Linked DNA regions of Mus musculus: region 2 is linked to region 1. The links are chromatin contacts, called in public HiChIP or PLAC-seq maps. All regions are on one chromosome and are shown on one strand. Each heading gives the region's core, a stretch centred on a gene start, on an enhancer-like site or on the middle of the called end of the contact. The rest is flanking DNA. Distances are from core to core; before and after follow the strand shown.

Region 1 (7,024 bases), core at 1,544-4,043:
AAGGAACTCACACAATATGTACTCACTGATAAGTGGATACTAGCCCAAAACCTAGGATACCCACGATATAAGATACAATTTCCTAAACACATGAAACTCAAGAAAAATGAAGACTGAAGTGTGGACACTATGCCCCTCCTTAGAAGTGGGAACAAAACACCCATGGAAGGAGTTACAGAAACAAAGTATGGAGCTGAGATGAAAGGATGGACCATGTAGAGACTGCCATATCCAGGGATCCACCCCATAATCAGCTTCCAAATGCTGACACCATTGCATACACTAGCAAGATTTTACTGAAAGGACCCAGATGTAGCTGTCTCTTGTGAGACTATGCCGGGGCCTAGCAAACACAGAAGTGGATGCTCACAGTCAGCTAATGGATGGATCACAGGGCTCCCAATGGAGGAGCTAGAGAAAGTACCCAAGGAGCTAAAGGGATCTTCAACCCTATAGGTGGAACAACATTATGAACTAACCAGTACCCCTGAGCTCTTGACTCTAGCTGCATATGTATCAAAAGATGGCCTAGTCGGCCATCACTGGAAAGAGAGGCCCATTGGACACGCAGACTTTGTGTGCCCCGGTACAGGGGGACGCCAGGGCCAAAGGGGGGGAGTGGGTGGGTAGGGGAGTGGGGGTGGGTGGGTAAGGGGGACTTTTGGTATAGCATTGGAAATGTAAATGAGCTAAATACCTAATAAAAAATGGAAAAAAAAAAAGAATGGAATAAGAGAACCTATATTTGCTAACTGACAATAATCAAGGGAAATCATAACTACATAGCAAATTGATGCCTTATGTAATCATTATTATTTAATAAATTCTTACCCTGTGGAAAGACAATACATGTCTAAGCTTTTGACATAGCATGCCCATGACAGTTCATGTGTGTGCACATGTGTGTGTGCTGCAGTTGTAACATTCCAGTTTGGCACTACCACTGTCATCTTGAAGAAAGCAGCTGAGGTTCAGACTATGTTATTCGTTCATAGAGAGAAGGAGATGCTCACCAGGCTCATAAGGCACCCACAAAATAGGGCTCTATTAATATTCCCTCATGGAGGGCGTGGGTAGTTCATGTGGTCACAGGTCTTGTAGGGTTCTAGAGGCTTGACAGCCTTTATGATATCGGCATCTGGCTTTTGTTCTTCATGAGGTTACAGAAGGGGTAAACAATTGACTGGGGGTAGATTCTACAAATACTCATCAAACACACTATGGAGAAGGAAATTAGCTTCCAAAAGTGGGATGGGCAAGCAAGGCAGGATTTTTTTTTCATTTTTTCTTCTTTAATACCATAGGCCACAGTGACCCCAGGAGGCTGGAAGAGAGGAAAGCCAGGCAAACTTCCGTTTGGCTAAGAACAGCCTGATTTCTATGAGGTTGGCAGTCTGAAAGCTAGTTCTCCTCTGTTAAGGAATGAACAGGTGCGAGTGTTTTTGCGCACTCCTTAAGAACGAGAAGGGAGAAGGGAAGTTTTTAAAAGCAATATGAATGAAATTGTTCTTTACTAGGAATGGTCATTTGGAACCACTCAGATTGCTTCCTTGTAAGCTTGAAGCGGGTGAGAGTTATGGGAAGTCTACTTTCAGGCAAAACTAGGGCTTGTCCAAAGTCATCCATAGGACAGCAGAGATAGATCAAAGATCAAAGGATTTCCATCCAGCAGGCCAGAGAGTGGAAGGGTGGGACTCTGAGAATAGCAGCACAGAGAAGGCTTGGGAGACAAAAGAGGGCCAGTAATCAACATTCTTTCTCTGCAGAGTGAATGAATGCTTGGTTTGATTTCCCTCTCTCCTGGTGCTAGAATTCTAGAGAAACAAACAAATAAACAACCTCTTCTGAAACAGAATAATCCACATTAGGTTGTAGTTTGTGGAAGAAGGATTTAAAAACAACACCACCTAAAAAACTATTATGCAAGAGAGGGGCTCTACGCTGGGACTGGATACAGGTGGAAGTCTTGAAATTCCCCTTTGACAGCAGGAAGTGGTCCTTATATTCCTGCACCAGCATTAAGGTCATCAGTGCCGACCGTCATGCTGGCTGGCCTCTGGTATCCGGCTCTGTGTTGCCGCAGCCGCAGAAGAGGGCAAAGAGGCTCTGTGCACTCCCTGGGCCTTTTTATTTTTACATTTGATAACTAGATTTAAGAAAAATAACAAGTATCAAGTACAACCTTTAATCTCTTAAATTTCACAGTAGGTATTCCAAATATTTGATTTTTGGCTTTTGGTAATTATATAATTTTTCAAAAAACAAAACAAAACAAAACAAAACACCACAGTGGATTTAAGACTATTCATTTAATAATTTAACTTCATAAAACATCAATACTAAATTGTAACATTGTAAACATGATTAAAATATATCTTAAGCTACTGAAGAAAGAAAAAAGAAAAAAACAACATGATCCTCAAAACAGCACAACTCTCACTTCCTTGGACACAAATATAGGAAAATTACCCAAATGATACTAACAGAACAACCTGTTAGTTAGAAGATAACAGAAGAGAGTCCTTGAGGGAAGATTCCTGGAAGGTTACAGCTGTAAACTCATTAGGGCCTTAAAATATTCCCTGAGTCTTACCAGAAAGAAAACCTTGCTATTATTCCCTTCTCATCTGCAAAGTCCGGCCACCTAGAATCACCCTGCGTCGCCCTCTGCTGGTCTCAGCCGTGAGCCACACGCTGGGTGTCCGGAGGCGGAGCATTGGCCAAGCCCCGCCCCTCCCCCAGAAGCCGCGCCCCCGTCAGCGGGCTCGCCCGCGCATCCCGCCCCTCGCCGACAACACGTTCCTGCGGGGGCGCGCGCGCGCACCTAATCCCCTGCCTTCCGGCTCGGCCGCGCAGCTCCGTTGCGCGCTCGCTCTGCGGTGGCTGGCGGGGTCGACTTCGCTGGGGACTTCCTCTGCTGGCTCTGCGTTCTGGCCGGTCAGGCGGAGCGATGCCCGCACCCTGCTTCCCGGCGTCCCGCGCGCCTGGTGACCAGTCGCTCGCTGTAGGGCTGCGGCCGTGACCCTCTGCCTCCGACTTTCACCCAGCGTCCGGCTCGGAGCTTGCTGGCCGGCGGTCTCGGAGAGGCCCTGGTAGTGTCAGGAGGTAGGCTCTCAGCTCCCGGGTGGTGCCTGCGAGCGTTATTTGTCTATTACCTGTCAGGTTGATAGGTGGCAATGTCCTAGACACAGTTGCAGGGGTAGGTATGAGTTATACGGTGGACTGATACTGAAAGGAAAACGTGTTTGGTATTTTCCTATAGGTTTCAAAGGCTCGAGTACCTCTACCACCCCAGCAGCTACTTCTGTGGTCATGGAGATCTTCTTGCACCAGGATTACTGTATGGTCTTCACCCAGCCTACCACCCCCTAGTTGCAGCCTTGGGTCCTGATTTCCACCAATGAAGTTTTTTATCCTTTCTTGAATCATGTGACATCACTTGTCCGCTGTTTCCCTTTCAGTTGCCATTAGCAATAAGTTCTTTTTGGTTTAAAGTACTGAGTTGTTTGCCTGTCCACTTACATTCTAAGAGGTGAGACAGCTCACCTCTGCTCGCTGTGACTTTCATAGGTACTCATCAAGAGTCCTTGCCTTGAAGAGAGCGTTCACTCACTTGGCTGTCTGACACAGACATCAACAGTCAGGCTGTGAGGCTTCCTGCTCCGTGTTTCTGTCTGTTAAGTGTGCAAGCCCGAGTAAAACTGTTTTCTTGAACGTAGCATAAGAAAAAAAGAAAAAGAAAAAAAGACCCATGGTAATGGCAAAAATTGATCATCATGAGAATGTTTTAGAAACCTCGGTAGGACAATATTGATTCAACTTAGAGCTTTCAGTAAGGCTGCAATTTAATGAAAAGAGCAAGGAGGAAGAAGAGAAACAAGGGTTATCTGGAGCTATTCGTTGTCATAGGAACAGGTTAAGTTCTAAAATGCAAAGGGAAAAACTCGGACTTTCGTTGAAAATTGTTATAACATCCAAGTCTTAGGGAACAGCTGAGGACTCTTAAGCCTCCATTTTCTGGTCTCTTTGTGTTCAAATCTAAGTTGTTAATTGTCTAAAATAATTAGACTAAAATGTTGGGGAAACGTAAACGTGTGGTCCTGACAATTAAAGACAAACTTGACATTATTAAGAAGCTTGAAGAAGGCAACTCCTTCAAAAAACTTTCTGTCCTGTATGGAATTGGTGAATCCACAGTTCGTGACATTAAAAAAAACAAAGAGAGAATTATAAACTATGCCAACAGTTCAGACCCAACTAGTGGGGTGTCCAAGCGTAAATCCATGAAGTCGTCAACGTATGAGGAGCTTGACAGAGTGATGATAGAATGGTTTAATCAACAGAAAACAGATGGCATTCCAGTGTCTGGAACGATCTGTGCAAAGCAGGCTAGGTTCTTCTTCGATGCATTGGGCATGGAGGGTGATTTTAATGCCTCTTCTGGCTGGCTTACTAGGTTTAAGCAGCGCCACGGTATTCCAAAGGCTGCAGGGAAAGGCACAAAATTAAAAGGGGATGAAACTGCTGCCAGTGAATTTTGTGGTAACTTTCAGGAATTTGTGGAAAGAGAAAATCTCCTACCAGAACAGATTTATGGTGCTGACCAAACTGGATTGTTCTGGAAATGTCTACCAACGAGGACATTGGCTTTTGACACGGACCAGAGTACTTGTGAATATAGGACAAGCAGAGAAAGAATCATTATTATGTGTTGTGCAAATGCCACAGGTTCACACAAGCTTAATCTCTGTGTTGTGGGGAAAGCAAAAAGACCCCGTGCATTCAAAGGTACTGACCTTTCAAACCTCCCTGTCACTTACTTCAGTCAAAAAAGTGCATGGATCGAGCCATCTGTTCTCAAACAGTGGTTTGAAAAGTGCTTTGTGCCACAGGTGCAGAAGCATCTGAAATCCAAAGGGCTTCGAGAAAAAGCAGTACTACTTTTGGATTTTCCTGCAGCACATCCAGCTGAAGAACTGCTGAGCTCAGATGATGGCAGAATAATTGTGAAATATTTGCCACCAAACGTCACAAGTCTAATTCAACCTATGAGCCAGGGAGTTCTAACCACAGTCAAAAGATATTACCGAGCAGGACTTATCCAGAAGTACATGGATGAAGGAAATGACCCAAAAACATTTTGGAAGAATTTGACTGTGTTGGATGCAATTTATGAGGCATCAAGAGCCTGGAACCAGATAAGATCAAACACCATAACCAGAGCGTGGAAAAAACTTTTCCCTGGCAATGAGGAAAACCCGAGTGTGAGCATCGATGAAGGAGCCATTTTAGCAGCTAATTTAGCAACGGTTTTGCAGAATACTGAAGACTGTGAACATGTTAACATTGAAAATATTGAGCAGTGGTTTGACTCTCGGAGTAGTGGCTCAAACTGTCAGGTGTTAGCTGACATTGTAGGTGCTGCAGACCGGGCGAAGGTCACTGAGCAAAAACCTTCTAGGAAAACTAGGAAAGCAGAACTGAATCCAGAGAAGCATATTAGTCATAAAGCTGCACTTGAATGGACTGAAAACTTGCTGGATTATCTAGAACAACAAGATGACATGCTACTCTCTGATAAGCTGGTATTGCGGAGGCTTCGGACCATTATAAGAAGAAAACAGAGAATACAAAATAAAAGTCATCTATAATACTCCCTTCTGTTGCTATGTATTTTCATCTTTGTGACTTCTATCTGCAGTGGAATTTATCTAAAGCCAAATAAATGTTACAGATGATTAGGATTAGATGATGTTTTGGATTACTTAAATTACACCTCTTTAATGTTGGCTCTGATTGAGCAATGACATGGAATTCATTTGTCAGTGTCTAAACTGTTTTATACTAATTAGATCATAGTATACTGGAGGCTGAGATATGTTGTGTACTGAATTTCAACATGTCTAGTGATGGGCAATGCACACTGTAGGCTCTCAATAAATCTTGCTCAAATTGAATTTTGATGACTTTTTCTGAATATCAGTTTGTAAAGTAAAAAATATTGGAGATGAGTTCACATTTCCATGGGTGAGACTCTTAAGAGGGTTCAGCGAAGATTGTTCTTGAAGGATTTTGCTGTGACTCTGTTGAACTAGATAACAGTGGTGTAAACCCTTGGAGACAACATTGCTTTCTGGCAAAATTTGGGCAGCAAGCTATTGAGATTGACCACTGGTGATTACAATGAAGGAAAAGGTCAATTTAAAACATCCCAAGAGAAAGGCATGGGGTGTCAGCCTTATTCTACCTGACAGAAGTTCTTTAATTGTGTGGAAGGTAAACCAGCCTTTTTTCACAAATTTTAATTTCCTAAAGAATTAGTGTTTAGAAAAATTAAAAGGTAAGTGTTATTACCTGTCATGTTTATTCTTTAAAAGGGTGTCAGCATTTTTAAAAACCTCATAGGTATTTATGTAACACTAAAGTACACCATTGTTTTCATGGGGTGTGTTTTTTGTGAAGTGCTGAGAAAATAAGCATACATACAAACTGTGGAACCAGTACATGAACAGTGAGCTGACATTTGATTGAACATGAGGGAAATACAGTACAAAGGCCTCAAGTTGGTGTGTGACCGGACCACAGCCATGTTATCCTCACATCTCTAAAACAGTAAAACAACCCATTTCTCAGATATTGAAAGGATTAAATGAGTTAATACATGACTTTTAATACTTGAGTCCTAGAAACGAGTCCTTGAGTGTTAGCTATGGTTCCTGTGCTGCAGACATTACATTTCAGAAATAGGCTGAACATATCCAGTGTGGAACCCAGAGTGATATTTCTGCATTAGGAAACTCCTTCCATAGGAAGTGAGAGGAACAAAAGCATGTGTAGTTTCAGCAGAATATGACAATTACTTCCATGTTAACAAAGAGGTTAATCCTACTTAGGATCTATTGGTTAAGTATGGAGTGATCTCTATAGACAGGTAGGTTGAAATAGGAAATGGAATTGTTCCTGGTTGTTCTTAGCACATTGGAAATGAAATACATGTTATGCTTGTTTCTAGAAGAAAAGCTCT
Region 2 (7,024 bases), core at 1,421-3,920, 42 kb after region 1:
AATTTGCATTTTGTTTGATTATTGTGTCAATGTTTTCCATGGTATCTTCTGCACCTGAGATATTCTATCTTCTATCTTTTGTACTCTGTTGGTGATGCTTGCATCTATGACTCCTGATCTCTTTCCTAGATTTTTAATCTCCAGGTTTATCTCCCTTTGTGATTTCTTTATTGTTTCTATTTCCATTTTTAGATCCTGGATGGTTTTGTTCAATTCCTTCACCTCTTTGGTTGTGTTTTCCTGTAGTTTTCTAAGGGACTTTTATGTTTCCTCTTTAAGAGTTTCTACCTGTTTACATGTGTTCTCCTGTATTTCTCTAAGGGAGTTATTTATGTCCCTCTTAAAGCCCTCTATCATCATCATGAGATGTGATTTTTACCTCAGAGTCTTGCTTTTCTGGTGTGTTGGGGTAATGAGGGTTCACTTTGGTGGAAAAACTGGGTTCTGATGATGCCAAGTAGCCTTGGTTTCTGTTGCTTATGTTCTTTCCCATGCCTCTTACCATCTGGTTATCTGTGGTGTTAGGTACTCATGTTGTTTCTGACTGTCTGCAAACCTTTTTGTCAGATCTCCTGGAGACCAGTTCTCTCTGGGAGGAATTTGGGTATGGAGGGCTGTGACACAGGACCAGCTCCCAGTACAGATGGAAAATGAATGAATCCTCTCCCAGGCTGCACCTCGGTTCCTATGTCCTGAGGGCTCTGGGTGGGTCCCTTTAAGCAGAAGTAGTGGTCTGACCTGTGCTCACAGGCATGTCTGAGTTTCTTGGAGGTCAGCTCTCTTCTTGTGCTATTTGGGTATGGTGCGCTGTGGCACAGGAATAGCTCTGGGTGCAGATGGAAACCAGAATTCAGATGGAAACCGAAAGGCATTCATTTAAGAAATATGTACTGAAGTAAAAATGAAGTTAGGTGGAAGAAGGAGCAAGGGAGAAAGAAGAAAAATGAAGGTTTAAAGAAATATAGAAAACAATAAAAAGAAAAAAAAACAAAATTAGGAAGAGAGGAAATGCAGCCATGATCGTTCAAATAAGTCTTGAACTAGAATTCACACTTTAGTCGGTTAACTAGGAAATCAAAGAAAGCCACAAAAATTTGATACCTCTATACACAGTAATTCATCGTTACAAAAATATTAGAAATATCCATTATCTCCACTATCATGATCATTTCTCTATGATTATCATTTATGAGAGTAAAATAACTGCTTTGTTATTTCTATATTGCTTCAGCTTCATGAGGCTTTAGTTCTGTAAGTTTTGATGATAATTGTTTCATGTTGGATAATCAAATATGCCATAGGGTTATCAAATGGTTAACTTGGAGTCTATATATCCTGCAGTTTTATGCATAGAATTCATGCAGCGTATGAATTTAGAAAGGAAACAGTGGCAATATTTCTCTGCTAACTCCTGTCTGAAATTTAGCCTTCCCTCTGTTTGAGAGGATGAGCAACATGTGACCATGTTATCACCTCCTTATGCATTCCATTATCATCATACATTCTGCAGATTCCTCAACATCAGCTACTTACCAGCTTGTCTAAATCCATAGTGGACTTGACACTGGTTCTAGATTTTGTTATCTTTATGTTGAAACATATTCAACAAATAGTAACTATATTTTATTCCGTGTACTTAAAACACTCTTATGAAAATGTTTTCAAAAAGTTCCATGGGCACAAAAAAGATTAAGAAATTGTTATTTGCAAGTACCGGATGTCTCCTTTGATTGCAGATTTTCTCTGGTCTAGACATATATAGAAGAAAAATAGTGGTGCTTACAAGCATCATCAGCAGGTGGCAGCACACAACTGACAAATTTTTCAACATCAAATTCCTTGCCTGAGTTAATATATGTTTTCAGAAAGTAGATTTTGGTCATTTAGTCTTCTAACTGATGTTCTATGCTCTCTTTTATATAATATATGATACCACAAAATGCCTCCCTATTTGATAAAGATCTTTCTCAGCCTGAGACACAAAATGAAATTAAAAAATGTCCCAGCGTTTCCTAAATATATTTTAAAAATTACCCATAAGTCAGAAACGTGAAGAAAAAAAAGAAGAAAAGAAAAGAAAAGAGAAAAAGAAAAAGAAAAAGAAAAAGAAAGAGAAAGAGAAAAAGAAAAAGTAAAAGTAAAAGTAAAAGGAAAAGGAAAAGAAAAAGGAAAAGAAAAAAGATAAAACTTCTTAACTAAAACTCCAGGTACTAATTCAACTATATTTTCACTGTGTACTTGATGGTTAACTTCTGAACTGTATAAAACTATTCTCCAATCTTATTTATAATCACAGGCTAAACTAATTAAGCTTTGTAGTATTTTAATTTACATTTTTTGAGATTTCCATATGAGTACCTTTGTAGTCACCCTTCCCTCTTCCTCTTTCCAACTCTTCCTATGTCACACACTCCCTCTCAAATTCATTACCTCTTTTTAATTATGTTACACACTGTGTGTGTGTGTGTGTGTGTGTGTGTGTGTGTGTGTGTGTGTGTGTGTTAGGATTGATCACATAGTATTGGATAACCTATCAATGGGTTTATTCCTGGAGAAAGTTGATTCTCTCATCAGCCACTGATTTGCCTTCAGCTCTTCATAGAGAGATGTGGCCTTGTGACACTCCCTTCCCCTCAACATTTGCATGTCAAGTGGCATTGTCATTATGCAATCACATTGTGGAGATTTCAGGGGTGCAGTTTCCTTGTCCCATCTAGAAGGCACTGTCCTATAGCAGAATACCTGATCCTCCAGGACTTGCAGTTCTTTCTGTCCCCTTTTTGGTTTTCATTGCAGATGGGGCTGGGTACCCTATCAAAAATTGTTTGTTTGTTTTCTTTTTTCTTTTTCTTTTTTGCATTTAGATTAGTTGTTAATTTTTGCAATGGTCTCCATCTGCTGCCAAAAGAAGCCTCTTTGGTAGGGAGTGGGAACTACACTTTTTTATGGGTATAAAGATAGGTATTTAAAATAGAGTTAGCAATTATAATGTTTTTAAAAAATGGCAGGCTGCCAGGTGTAGTAGTACATGCCTTTCACCGCAGAACTTAGAGGTGAAGATGTGCAGATTTCTGTAAGTTCAAGGCCAGCCTGGTTTACATAGTGAGTTTCAGGCCAGGGTTACATAGTGAGATCTTGTCCTCAAAAACTTTAAAGAAGAAAGAACAGTAAAACATTTTCCTCCTGGGCCTATGACTTTTCCAGCTAGGTGCATAGTCCCAGGCATGAGTCACCCATTAAGGGAGACTTAACTCTACTTAGACACTGTTAGTTACTTCCAGGATAAAAGTACTCTGATTGCACCACTGAGGATATCTCACCAGGCTGCTCATTATTGTGTTCTGTAGGTTTAACGGGTGTGTAGGACCACCGACTGATTTCTCTCTCCTTGTAGCTAGCACAGTATCTTCCAATACTAAAAGGAATTAGTCTTCAATGAGAAGGCTTCAAAGTCAGGCCAAGATTGACTTCTAAGTATGAGGAATAGGCTCTTATCTTCAACTTCTGGGAGACAACTAAAGGCAATGGCAATAGTTTATAGTATTTTGAAAGTCTTTTTCAAGCCTAAACAGCAACTGAAAGGGAAATTTCCCATGCCTCACACTGGAAATTTTGTCTTCTTTTTATTTATATGAGTACACTGTAGCTGTCTTCAGACACACCAGAAGAGTGCATTGGATCCCATTACAGATGGTTTTGAGCTACCATGTGGTTGCTGAGAATTGAACTCAGGACCTCTGGAAGAACAGTCAGTGCTCTTAACTGCTGAGCCATCTCTCCAGTCCATGGAAATTTTTTTTTAGTCTGTATCTTGGGAGAGCATTATCACCTAGTGTAGCATATTATCTATCTATCTATCTATCTATCTGTCTGTCTATCTATCTATCTATCTATCTATCTATCTATCTATCTATCTATCTATCAATCTAGTCTATCTAGCAATATAGATGTAGTTCATATATACACAAATTATATGTAAATATATAAATAAGTTACATACAATACATAATAAATAATAGAATCATTTGTATATATAAACTATTTATATCTATATTGGCCTCTTTTGTATGAATTATTATTGCACACACATATATGGAATGTGTATGTATATATATATCTATCTATATAAATATACACACACACACACACACACACACACACACACACACACACACATATATATATTCCTACGTATAAGCTGTTGAATCCATATAATACTACCTGTTTGGGTAGTCATGTTGTGTCTGGTTTATGGGTATAGCTTCTAATATTACTAGGAGACACAATCTTATAGCAAACACCCTGATATTCTGTTTCATACGATATTTCTGTCTCCTCTTTTGCAGGAGTATTATAGATGAATATAAATAGTTTTAGTAAGCTTATAAAATGACATTTTCCTATGGCTTTAATAACATTCTAGTGTTATCTATATTTTCTTCCTCCCTCTCCTGATTGGTTCCTCTTCCCTCTCCCCATTCGTTTCCTTTCCCCATGTTTTCCTTCATAGAACCTAGTTCCCAATATCCTTCTCCCTAGAGAGCCATCCTTCTCTAAACCCCAACCCCTAGTGCATCTTTTCTACTTTCCTGGCTTTGGGGTTATTTCAGGTCAGGTGCTCACATCTAAATATTTGAAGCTAGAATCTATACGTGAGAGTGTTTGTGACATTTGTTTTTCTGAGTCTGGGTTGTTTCACTCAGTATAACATTTTCTAGTTCCTCATTTAGCTGCAAATTTTATTATTTAAATTTCCTTTACAACTAAATAATATTATACATTGTCTGTATACCATTTTTTTATTATCCCTCATCAATTGAAGTATATTGTTTCCATTTCCTAACTATTTTGAACAGAATCATAGTGAACATGGCTAAGAACAGTATAGCTGGATCACCTGGTAGATGTACTTACAGCTTTTTCAGAATCTTCACGCTGAAGTCCAGAGTGTGTGCATGAACAGTGGATGAGGGTTCAATCCATTTCCCATATCTCTTCCAGAATTTCTTGTCAACTCTTTCGTTGGTCATAGCCAGTATGATTGGTAAGATGAAATCTCAAGATAGTTTTAATTTTCATTTCTGTAATTGCTAAGGATGTTGAATTTGTTATATATATAAATATAAATGGAACCTCATAAAATTAAAGCTCTTCTGTACAGTAACAGAATAATCAATATATATATGCTGTTTTTATTTCTGTTTTGGGAGCTCTCTATTCAGATCTATGGCCCATTTTTAAATTGGGTCATCTGTTTTCTTGATTTTTTGTTTTATGTTTTTAGTTCTTTGTATAATCTACATATTAACTTTCTATAAGGTATATTTTTTTCAAAGATTTCTCTCACCCTGTGGACTTTTTTTTTTACTCAATTGATTATTCTGTTACTGTACAGAAGAGTTTTAATTTTATGAGGTTCCATTTATTAGATGTGGGATTTCTGATCAAATGAAAACTGGTTCAGAAAGTCTGTTCCTACACTGCTTAAGTTTTCTTTAACCAGTTTCAGCATTTCAGATTTCATATTGAGTTCTTTGATCCGTTTGTAATTGTTGTTTATGAAGGGTGGTTTGGGACTAACTTCATTCTCCTGTACGTGGACCTTCAGTTTTCCCAGCATCATTTATTGGAAATGCTGTCTTTCATTGTTTACTTTTGACACTTTGTCAAGTATCAAACAGCTATGTTACATGCTCTCATGTTTGGATCTTCTGCTTTGTTCCAATGCTCTAAATGTCTGGTTTTGTGTCAGTACCATGCTGTTCTTATTACTATAGTTCTGTAGGATAGCTTGAGACTTGGTATAGGAATCCTTGCATATTGCTATTTTTTGTTCTGGATCACTTTGCCTGTCTAGGTTCTTTTGTGGTTCCCTATGAAATTTAGCATGAATATATTTTGACTGTGGAGTTAGGCCATAAACTGCTACTATGTAAACTCCGTAAAAAGTATGATGGAAGATGTTGATTGTTCTCTCTCTCTCTCTCTCTCTCTCTCTCTCTCTCCCTCTCCTGATTGTATTCTTATTTCTACTTTATCTTTTAATAATTATAACTGCATTTGTTTTCTTTCTGTGGTCTCATGACCTTGCATCAGCCTCTCTTCAGTCTGAATTGTTGCTTGTAGAATTATATGTAGGACAGATTTGGTGGTTTTCTTTTTTCTTTCTTTAATCATGTAACATAGTTATGCTGGGTACAGTAATCTAGATTAACATCTGGGGTACTTCAGAACTTGGGGTGCATTGCTCCAGGTTCTTCCAGCTGTCTATGTATCCTTGAGGAGTCAGCTGTTACTCAGACAGGTTTTCTTTGTATGTGACTGTGACTCTCCTCTTGCAGCATTCAATACTCTCTCTAGGTTGGTCATTTTTGTTTTTTAACCTGTGATGTGATATAGGGATTTTCTTTTCTAGTCCTGCATATTTGGTGTTTTGTGTGCTTCTTGTAACTTTATAAAAATGTCTTCTGTTACTTTGGGGAACTTTTGTTCTTTGATCTAGGCCATTAGCCTAGGATTTGTCTTCTTATACACCTATAATTCATAGATCTGGTCTTAGTGTTCCAAAATTACTGAGTACCCCTTTCATGTGTTTTAAATATTTTATTTTTTATTTTTTATTTGATATTTTCTTTATTTACTTTTCAAATATTATCCCCTTTCCTGGTTTCCCTCCAAAAATCCCCTATCCCCTCCCTCCTTCCCATGCTCACCAACACACCCACTCCTGCTTCCTGGCTAAATATTTTCTTATGCTTGAGTATGTGTCTTATTCCCCTACTTCATCTTCAAGTCCTGAAACTGTTTTCCAACTTGATTATTTCTATACTTGTAGGGCTTTTCCTTGAGTTTATTAATTAGGTTATTAAGTTTTTAATCCAATATTTACTTCAGCTCCAGTTTTTCAGAATTTCTATTTCGTTATCGAATTCAGCTTTCAAATACTTGGTTTTTACTCTGGAGTATATTCTGATTCTCTGCAAATTCACTTAGGTTTTCCTTTTTTTCATGTTTGTGTCCTCCT

What was found. HiChIP or PLAC-seq counts read pairs in DNA pulled down with a chosen protein or histone mark.
Region 2: a BATF HiChIP or PLAC-seq map of CD8 T cells shows a contact between it and region 1, with 7 read pairs. The contact joins the enhancer-like site here to the promoter of Tigd2 in region 1. A contact is called at or near these places in 1 of 39 promoter capture datasets (macrophages), 1 of 484 Hi-C or Micro-C datasets (the HL-1 cell line), 2 of 115 datasets of contacts at active chromatin or transcription factors (CD8 T cells and embryonic stem cells) and 1 of 9 other capture datasets (liver).

What each region holds. Positions count from the first base shown.
Region 1 is chr6:59,206,077-59,213,100 of GRCm38.p6, forward strand. Tigd2 (tigger transposable element derived 2) reads left to right here and starts at 2,794. Exons shown (of 2, transcript NM_001081145.1): 1 at 2,794-3,105; 2 at 3,263-5,957. The coding sequence starts at 4,074. The coding sequence ends at 5,651.
Region 2 is chr6:59,248,086-59,255,109 of GRCm38.p6, forward strand. No RefSeq gene overlaps it. Among named protein-coding and RNA genes, the nearest start is that of Tigd2, 43 kb to the left of the region's middle. Within about 2 kb of position 2,671, at least 10 of the 459 cell types and tissues checked have an H3K27ac peak or open chromatin away from gene starts, as enhancers often do. A contact at or near this core is called in CD8 T cells, where this site is marked.